Linked DNA regions of Xenopus laevis: region 2 is linked to region 1. The links are chromatin contacts, called in public Hi-C maps. All regions are on one chromosome and are shown on one strand. Each heading gives the region's core, a stretch centred on a gene start, on an enhancer-like site or on the middle of the called end of the contact. The rest is flanking DNA. Distances are from core to core; before and after follow the strand shown.

What was found. Hi-C and Micro-C count contacts between places; a contact is called where the count stands out from the background.
Region 2: a Hi-C map of the XL177 cell line shows a contact between it and region 1, with 5 times the contacts expected there. The contact joins the enhancer-like site here to the promoter of ntn3.L in region 1. A contact is called at or near these places in 3 of 4 Hi-C or Micro-C datasets (the XL177 cell line, the XTC cell line and animal cap).

What each region holds. Positions count from the first base shown.
Region 1 is chr9_10L:115,082,036-115,087,435 of Xenopus_laevis_v10.1, reverse strand. It overlaps ntn3.L (netrin-3), which reads right to left and starts at 2,715. Exons shown (of 7, transcript XM_018236481.2): 1 at 2,297-2,715.
Region 2 is chr9_10L:115,203,384-115,208,783 of Xenopus_laevis_v10.1, reverse strand. No RefSeq gene overlaps it. Among protein-coding and RNA genes, the nearest start is that of LOC108701616, 16 kb to the left of the region's middle. Within about 2 kb of position 2,038, at least 1 of the 7 cell types and tissues checked has an H3K27ac peak or open chromatin away from gene starts, as enhancers often do.

The DNA of each region.
Region 1 (5,400 bases), core at 1,466-3,965:
CGATCTCTCTCTCTTTCTCTCTCCTCTCTTTCTCTCTCCTTCTCTCTTTCTCACTCTCTCTCTCTCTCTCTTTCCCTCTCTTTCTCTCTCTCTCTATCTCTCTTTCACTCACTCACTCACTCTCACTATCTATCTATCTATCTATCTATCTATCTATCTATCTATCTATCTATCTATCTATCATCGATCTATCATCTCTCTCTCTCTCTCTCTCTCTCGCTCTCTCTCTCTGTCACTCTCTTTCTCACTCACTCACTCACTCACTCTCACTATCTATCTATCTATCTATCTATCTATCTATCTATCTATCTATCTATCTATCTATCTATCTATCTATCTATCTATCTATCTATCTCTATCTATTATCTATCTATCTTCAAACATTCAGTGTAGCTTTGGTCAACTGTCTAAATGTTAAATATCTGTGTCCAGACAAATATCTTTCTCCTTTTATATAATTAATTTAAGCATAGATAAGGGGGACGGCCTACCCACTGTCTAAATGTCAGGATTAATTTGCACAGAATTAAATCCCAGATTGGGGGTTTGTCAACAAATCACTTAATTGACAATTGAATACGAAATGAATACGTCTAAGGCAATAAAACCCGCACAACTGAGATTTAAAGTGATAGTTTCCATTTATACCCACTGGTATTGCTATGGTGGTACCCCAGTTTTGTCTTTTTACCTTTTTTTTCTAAAAAAAAGTCCATTCAGCTAAAATGATAATGTGACTTTTTTTTTAATCCACAATATGCATTTAGCCCTTTTTGGAATGAGAGTGAAGATGTTTGCTTGGGAAAGGAAATGGACAATCCACTTTCCACTGGAAAGTGATAATTCTTTAGCTTTTTATTGTCGCTCATTACGCAGATTCAATTAACCCCCATTCACTGCTGTTTAAGTTCTTTTCATGGAAGGCCCATCCAAAAAAATACGTTTCTCATTAATATCATTTGAACCTTTGTTAATCATGCCTATTAGCTTTCTAATCTGGTGTTAACTGACCCGGGCCAAGTTGGGGGGGGGGCGGAAAGGGCATTGATTTGGAAATGACTCTCAAGTCTTTATTCCCTGCAAGGGGCAACGGCTGCACATCCCCGTGCAAAAACCACTTATCCTTCTCCAGCCCGGTGATTGGCTGTTAAAAATCTTTTATATTACAGGTATGGTATCTATTATCTGGAAACCCGTTATCCAAAAGCTCCTGAAATACAGGAAGTCCATTACTTATCGTGTTCTGTTTTAAGTAAGCAATTAATATATTTTAATGGTTTCTTCTTATCTGTAATAATAGGGCAGAAGCTTGTTGTTGATGGTAACTAAACTTCATAAATCCACACTGGCGGCAAAACAATCCTATAAGGTTTTTTAAATGTTTAACATTTTTTTTCAGTAGCACAAAAGGACTCCAGATTCCAGATAATGGATCCCATACCTGTAATATGTGCAGTGCAAATTGCCTATAGGATTCCAGTGAACTCCAGTATATCCTACAATATTGTCTCTATTCCCCCAATATCTAGAAACTCTGTATCCCGATCCCTTTCCTAAAACATCCAAACTGGGTTTATTCTCCTTTCAGTTGACACTTGATCTCAAATCATATACATTGCAGTGCAGTTTAACAGGTTGCGCCCATGTACAATATGTATTCTACATTCACAGTTGGGTTTAATCACAGACTAGAAATACCTGTTAATAAAAGCTTTTATTTTAAATGTATTTAAACTATAAAAAATATTAAGACCAAAAGAAATATCCATTTTTATCAATTAAAAGGATAATTTCTGAAAGTATTATTAACTCCCCCATTGATCTGCAGTGCATTTAGCAATAATAGTTTGGGGGAATTAAAAATAAAAAATTGCACTGGAAATTTGGGAAAAGCCGACGATTTCAGAAAAGTTTTAATGGAAGTATTATTAACTCCCCCAGTGATCTGCAGTGCATTATAGCAATAATAGTTTGAGGGGAAGGAAAAAAAAAATTTGCGCTGGAAATTTGGGAAAAGCCGACGTTTTCAGAAAAGGTTTAATTATAGTGGGATTAATTGGATGGTAACAACGTATTTTATTTGCTTTCAGACTATATAACCTGTGACCTGAGCACTAGCATGGCACAGAGACCGGGGGGGGGGGGAGAACTCCGAATTTAAGGAACATTCACAATGTATTTTTACAATATTAGTTGAACTGATAAATATTAATGCATATGCAGTGATTTTCTAGCTGGATACAAGAAGAAATATTTTACATGTCATCCAAGGGACAGAATTCATTTAGTCACTTACAGTTAGAAGACAGGTACTCCTCTTGCTCTTTAATCCTCCGCTCCGGGGTATTATCCGGGGTTGTATGAAGGCCCGGCACATCCAATAGAGGTGCAATGCTGTATTCCTGCAAATTGTCTCAGAAAAAGCACTTTTTTCCTTTATAACCGCCTGCGATTGTCTCTGCTATAGTGCAGGCAGATAGGAGTTGGAGAAAAGGGGGAAACTATCCTAAAAAGGGGTGAAATAGAAGAAAGATGAGACTATAGTAAAAAGGCATGCAGGGGGTTAAATAAGGTGCTGCGAGTTAATTAAAGGAACGGCGGGTGAAAGAGAAAGAGATCTCTAGTAAGAGGGTCACCCTGGTAGATGCTGAGTTATGCAGAGCAGCCTGAGATGTGTTACATAGCCCTGTGCTTCCTCTGCTCTACCACTTCAAGGCATTACACTTTTCTTTAGTTATCCCTCCCCCTCCCACCCTGAAGTATCACTCCTTCCCAGGCTCTACGGTGTGAAAGGAGGGGGGTCCCCAGCAAGTGTGTGTGTATGTGTGTGTGTGTGTGTGTGTGTGTGCTTCAGATACTCACCACGAAGGAGAAAAATAGGGGAGAAGAAACACTTTAGAGCTATGATTCAATAGGAAAAGCAGCTGTTTAATAAGGATTGTGCAGTTTATTGAAACCTGCTGGGAAATATGGTTTTCTCCAGCACTTCACCTGCCAGGCGTATGGGTGTACCCCGTGTGCTGTATTGCACTCTGCTCTTTACTTACTTACTTAAACTTACACTCTCTTCATGAACTTGGGGCTCATTTATCAACACCGGGCAAATTTGCCCAAGGGCAGTTACCTATAGCAACCTGTGATTAGCTTTTTAAAGCCAGCTACAAATACAACAATGAATGCAGCAATTTGATTGGTTGCCATGGGTTACTGCCCATGGGCAAATTTGCCCAGTGTTGATAAATGATTCCCTAAAGAGAACATATTGGCTCAGGGTATTCTGGACTGGAAGTGACACATGTATCTCCATATACATGTTAATTCCTGCAAGTCTAAACTGCCATACTGGTTGCTATGGATCTGGGAGACAATCAGCACCACACGGCTAATCAAGTCATCAAAGATTGTGTCTCACCTTTAGAAATCTTTCATATGCAGAACTGGGCTTCTGTAGAACAACACCATCTAGTGGTACAAAATACATTGTGGTGCTTAAAAGGTATTTGTATGTCTATTGAATGGTGATTGCATTCAGTCCAGTTCCTAGTTTGCATTCCAGCCATTCAGGCAGTTCCTATACCTCCAGTCAGCGGCCAATGGCTGAAACTTATACATGTAAATGATCCAACGCCCTTAACTTTAAGAATAATATCTGGGTGTGTTTGATAGGAATAGGGTTGCCACCTGGCTGGTATTTCACCGGTCTGGCCGGTAAGAATGATGGTTGATCCCAATGTTATTAATAGGGAAAAAAAGATAAATATATATGAAGGCCAGTATTTAATTCCGGAAAAGGTGGCAACCCTAGGTAGGAATGAGCTGAATCTTGGATCTGGCCAATCCTTGTTGTTCCGCCATATTGAATATGAACCCTGAATGTCATGTGAAGCAGTGGTCTCCAAACCTGGCCAAAAGCAGGAGACTGTGGGTAGGCAGTTAGGGTGAGATATAGGGGAGTAGGGTTTTTTCCAATTCTAGATACTCGTGGAAGCCCAGGGTATTTGATTTGGGGTGAACACTTATTTGCTGCCCTAGATATTTCTTTAAGATGTGGCTGAAACAGCAACGCTTCCATATATCTGTAACCTGGTTATGAGCCAGGGCCTTGACCTAATGTTGGACCTTGAAGGCTTGAACCAAAATGGTTGCCTTCTGTAATACACACACACAACACACACACATATACACATGCATCTGGGATGACTTCCTCATGATAGATGAAACTTATTGTGTGCCGGCAGGCTCCTGCCAATACTGTGAATACCGTTATGTTGAGTTCCTTTGTACAAGGTGCTAATGGGCTTTTTTCCCCCTATTCTACACTGGCCTATTGGAGAAGGATTTCCATAATTAAACAAGGAATTAGTGACAATTAGCTTGGTGTTTGCAGGTCAAGAAGAAAGCGAGTCGCCAGCAGCTTAAAAAATGGGGGGTCAGAGAATTGTACTTTGCCTTTCCAGAACAATATCTCCGGCTGTATTCCGTCAGCTGAGAATTTGTGCTGGTTCTTTTGTTCTGCGGGCACAGCTCCATGTTGTGGGTTGGGCAACGGACATTGTTATTGTAAACTGTGCCTTAGTAGTGCATTAGTCTGATTTTGCACCAAAAGTATGTCATAATGCATACCCCAGGCCTGAGGTGAAAGGCAAAGAAACCCTGTGTTTTCTGGCTCATTTACACAGCACGGTCCTAGTGCCGAAATATATATATATTTTTTTTAAAAACGACATTTTTTTTTTCTCTAGTGCAAAAGCTGTTTTGTGATTTAAAAAAAAAAAAAAGAAGCCAGATGTGAGCATTTTATTGGAAATTTAAAGAATGTGCTCGGAGAAAGAACTTACGAAATATGCTGCCCTCATTCAAACAAACATAGAGGGGATTGTGCCACAGTGTTACCCACATAGGTCCGAACAAAAACAGCAGTATCTCATTCCTCTAGGACATGCCAGCTCAGAGACTCAAACCTGGGACAGTTTTGTATAAAGAAAAAATGTCAACTAAATTATTTTATTCTTGTGAATGCCGATCCGTTCCTCTTCCTCCGTCCACCACTCCCTTCACCATTTCTAGGAAGCTTTAGTGCTCCAATTCTGCTTACAGGACAGTTTGTATTGGTGACTCAATGATTTAATGGTGTGGATGTGCTCACGGCTGGGAAAAACTGTGTCTGCGGATCTCTCTAGCCCACCCCTGAACACACACATTGTGCAACTGGGTGATGCATGGGAGACAATATATAGATAATGCCTATGATCACATAGCTAATCAATATATTGCCATTAGATTTTATGAGTCTTAGCATTGTTCTGACACTCTACGAATGAGGTAATTGCTGCACTTTATGGAATGAGACAGACCCGAAATCCCCCCGGTGATCATAAAATTTGTGGAACTAAATGTGCT
Region 2 (5,400 bases), core at 789-3,288, 120 kb before region 1:
CCTGAACCACCATTTCGTGATGGTCTGTGTGCTGCCTCAGAGATCACCTGACCAGAAATACTACAGCTCTAACTGTAACAGGAAGAAGTGTGGAAGCAAAAGACAGAACTCTGTCTGTTAATTGGCTCATGTGACCTAACATGTATGGTTTGTTTGGTATGTTTGTGTGCACAGTGAATCATATGATGCCAGGGGGCGGCTCTTATTTTTTAAAATGGCAATTTTCTATTTATGATTGCCCAATGGGCAATTTACTAGAAAAGTATATTATTATGAAAATGGTTTATTTACATGAAGCAGGCTTTTACATATGAACTGTTTTATGCAATATATAATTTATCTAATATCTAATTTAATAGAGACCTACATTGTTTGGGGGTATAGTTTTCCTTTAAAGTCTGTGTCCAGAAGCTATGCCCAAGAGGTGAATGAGCCTTTGATTGGATGGAAGGGCCCCTGAGGCTGAAAGCTGCACTATGCAAGATCAGAGAGGAGGAAGGGGTGAGGCCGGCTGTGTGTGCCAGGAATGTTGCTGCATACAGACTTTAATACTATAAAAGGAGACAGTGAGTAGGACCAGGGATGGGGCGAGCACTGGCATTTTAGTGAAGAGAAAGGGGAGGAGAGTATGCAGCCTGATCCCTTGCTCTATAATTCAATATCCAGAAATACAATACATGCAGTTTATGGTTAACCATATCTGTTACAATACCTAATCCTGATGGGCTTCACGATACAGCCAATATGTGAAAAATGTTTTCCACACTGTAGAAGATAACAATGATAAAAGGCTCTCAGGCCTCAATAGTTCATGTGGTCCTTTGAAAATATGGTGGACCGAAGGGCAGCAACCTATGTTGGTAAAATTCCATCCAAGTCACTTGCTTGTGATGCCTCTACAGTCCCTCTGCTCATTCCCAAACCATGTTTTGCAAACTACTGTATTGTTATAATGTACTGTGTCTGACTGATTTCCAGTGTGAGTTTTAAGAATACCCCATATTTCACACTAACTTGAAGTTAGGTTTTCAGGTGTTTCTAGGAGAGCAAAAACCATTTCTCCCTAATCTTACCAACTGGCCTTCAGGCTCAGCTTCCTTGCAGCTGCCTCCCCCCTTCAAGGACGTCAGTCTCACAGTTTGGGAATCACTGCTTTAAAGTGGACCTGTCACCCAGACACAAAAATCTGTATTATAAAAGTCCTTTTCAAATTAAACATGAAATCCAATTTCTATTTTTTATTATAGCATTCATAGCTGCTGTAAGCTCATTTAAAAATCTCAGCTGTCAATCAAATATTGTCTGCTCCTCCTCTGTACCCTGGGCATAGAGGCAGGGCAGACAATTACTTTCACTTTCCATTCAGCACATCAACATATTCCCCTGTTCTCTTTACCATTTAAATGTGTAGCCAGGGCATGGGGATGGACATCAGGTCCCCCATTCTGGTGCACAAACAATATTCTGAGATGATACAAGGCTTGCCTTAATAACAGTGTCCACAAAATGGCTGCTGCCTGCTTGCTATAATTATGAATTCCCAGACTGAAGGAAGCAAGATTCAAATAATTTATATAGTGTAATTAAAGTTCATTTTGCTTGACTAATGTGATAAAATAGGATTTTGAATAATTTTTTTGTGTGACGGGTCCCCTTTAAGGTGGCCCTACACGGACAGATTTAAGATGCCGATATAGGTCCTTTAGACCGATTTGGCATCTTATCTGCCCGTGTATGGGGAGTTCCGACAAGCCTCCCTGATGGATATCTGGCCAAAAATTAGGCAGTTTTGATGTTCCCTTGCGATTGAGGACCACATTGGCTAGTTGATGTGGTCCACGTCCCATCGATGCCCATTTCCATTGTTGTAATCCGTTTGTTTGTCGGGGAAAGATCAGCTCGTTTGTCAACCTTGCTAAACAATCGGATCTTGTTGTGTATGGCCACCTTTCGGGAGGAATTGTCCATTCTAGGCATTGGCATGTGTTTCAAACACCCTAAAATTCCTTGTCACATTCCATTATCTGTGGCTCCAAGGAAGCTTGAAAATCAAAGTGAAGAGACCCTCTCCAGGTGGGTTTATGGAAACCCAGTTTTGCTTTTAGATTTTTGTAGAATATCGTATAGGCTAAGCTCACCCACGGGATCATTTATAAACACTGGGCAAATGGGCAGTAACCCATAGCAACAATCAGATGATTGCTTTCAATGTTCATCCTGGAAAAAAAACGAATCATTGATTGGTTGCTTTGGGTAACTGCCCTGGTGCAAATGTACCCTCATTGGGTTTTAACGCACAGCCAAGTTATTCTTCCCAGCATTATTAATGCTTTGCATCCAAATGGTTTTCCTGCGCTACACTGATGAATTTTCTAAGCAGCTGCCCCTGTGCTCTTTAACCCCAGTGTGTAAGCTTTAGCCTATAGGGTACTTCATTGAATTGGATTTATTAGGATTTCCTTTCCAGAATGCCTTCTGCTTTACATGCAAGCGTATAGCATAGCTGTAAACCGTATTCACATACCCACATTAGTTGGTGTGAAGAAACGTAACAGTGATGTGACAGGACACGGCAACATTGAATTGGACTAAAACAAGGCTGTCTATTTCAAATCAAGACAGGTGGCAGAATTAGTCCGGTAGGGCCCCTGTCCTCAAGAGGGCCCTGGTGAAAGAGCCCTTTTTGCCCATTTATTACAGTCTTCTTGTCATTCATTCAAATGTCATCCTCTGCCAGGTGCTTATACTGAATCAGTGTCCTGGCCAATGCCCTACCCAGGAATAAATAGGCCTCAGAAGTACCACTGTGTTGATGCCTTTCTTCTCCTTTATATTTTTATGGAGAAAGAACACACCCTAGGGGCAGCAGTTGCAGATTCCAAACACTCACCGGGAAAATGCACCTGTGTGTAAAAGAAAGATAATAAAACTGAAATTCTTAAGGTAAAGAGGAAAAATATCATATGTCGTACCTGGATTATCCTGTATGTTATCGCAATTCAGCTGAATCTGACCTTCCTTTAACTGAATGGGTTAACCTGGCGATCAGAAGGTTAGAAAACTGATTTGAGTCAGGCCCAACCCAGTATCCCTCACAAGCTGTGTAAACTTTTTCTCGGTTAAATAAATAGAGACTGCAGGGGAAAAAATGCTCCTTATTTTCTTACAGTTTTGGAGAATTTAATGCCTGGGAGGGAGCCCGGAAAATGAGGCCAACTATTTGTATATACAGGTACAGCGTGGGCAGATTTAGTATATCCGTATTTATGCACAAAGCAGGTAGAGTATATATATCTATATGCATGGAATGTATTATATATACAGATGGAATAAATAGTGAGGTGCCGTCCAATTAATGCTTCATTATTCCTTCAATCATTTATTCCTCTCTCAGTGTTTTTACTCGGATAGCTTCAGTGTTTTTCATTGTTTTCAGGAGATTTCCGGGTGTTGCTGACACAGCAAGTGGGTCTCGGTGACTTCATGGCTCCTTTTGACATTATACATGTGTGATTTGAATGGTTTATTTTCCATGTTTGTGACTGGTCAGACACCCTTGACAAAACACGTGCTCATAGGGAGAGGGGAACGTGCTCATAGGGAGAGGGGAGTTCGAGTGTTGAACTTCTAACATCAGTACTTATACATATTCGCTTTAAAGGGGAACTATCGTGAAAATTAAAATGTAATATTAGCTTCAGCAAACTGAAATAAGAGACTTTCTAAATACAATCAATTAAAAATTCTGTACCGTTTCTGTAATAATCACGTTTATCTTCACTATTCCTCTCTCAGAATCTGTCTCTCCTCATTTTGGGGAAAATTCACTAACCTCCCCAGCGACGGCTTCGCTCACAGCGCAACACTTCACCAGGTGTAGATTCGCCAGGACAACACTAATTCACTAAAATCCGAAGTTGCGTCCAGGGCGCTGAACGATGGCTAAGTTGCACTAGCATTACTGCGCCAAGCAAAGTTGCGCTAGTGTTTCCTAATTTTCATACGGCGAGAAGTTAAAATTCAATGGACGTATATGTTGCAGCAAATACATTACACTACACAAGCCCGGGAAACCTTAATAAAATTTTAAAAAGTTGTTATATTGCCCTACATATGAGCCCAGTGTATAGTTTATGTGCCATATATTAGGAAATGTAGAGGGGAAGCCTGTTACCCCAAAAAAAATTTACGCTCTTTTTCAGCCTATCACCCTGAAAAAGGAAAAGACGCCAGCGTTTTTTGGGACTTTTTTTCAAATATTTTTTTATGAACTCCTATCTACTCTATTGCACTTTGCCTGGTCTGAGGTGGCGAAGGCAAGTCTGGCGCAAGAGGTAACGTTCAGTAAAATTTGAATCTTAGTGTATTTGCGTAGTTACGTCCATTCGCCAGAGCGCAAATTCGCCTGGCGTTAGGGAGCGAAGTACCGCTAGAGTCTATCTCCTTTGCTAGCGAAGTTATGCCAGCGACCATTAGTAAATCGCGAAGTACCAAAATGACGTCACGCTGATGAATTTTGTGACTTTGCCCTTTAGTAAATTTGTCCCTCTGTCTTCATTCAGGAGTTGGGTGTCAGATGAATGATTCAGTATATCTTATAGGGGGCTCATTTCGCCTAGAAGATGTATTAGAGCTCACTTTATTAAAATCACCAGAACGCCTGTCTACATGCAGAATTTGTGCAAAAAGCAGATGTTTTGTTAGATTTTGTTTGTACTGGAATCAGTTATTTGAGTGAGCTCTAATACATCTGCTATGAAAGGAAGCCCCCCTATAAGATATATTGGATCATTCATCTGACACCCAACTGCTGCATGAAGACAGAATAGAAACAGATGCTGAGAGAGGAATATTGCATATAAACTTGTTTATTTCAGAAACAATGCAGAATAATTAATTGATTGTATTTAGAAATTTCAGTATGAGGATGCTTATATTAAATTTTCATTTTTGCGATAGTTCCCCTTTAAAGATACAATCTCCAATTTGTGGCCATTTAACATTGCAGTTTGCCTTTCTACAGAATACTGCACCTGCATGTACTGTTTGTACAACAACAGCATATGATATAATCATTGCTCTACAACATAATGCCTTTCAGGAAACACTTTTAAAAGGACACCCAAACATATTATGTTAATTATCCATTTGTACTTGTTTAATGAATATACAGTATTAAAATGTGAATGTATTATAGTTTTCATTGGGTAGTTTCAGCATCGGCTAAGCAGCCGTTGTCTCTTTCAGATTCACCTTCTATAGCCCTCCCGTTGGTTTATAGAATCTAGCAGGAGGTGTGATCTCACATTCTAGGCCATTCCCCAGTTTGCAAATGCCACAACCATTAATGGCCGGACAAATTTGGGGAAGTTTGGAAATAATGCAGCAAGAACCTGAATG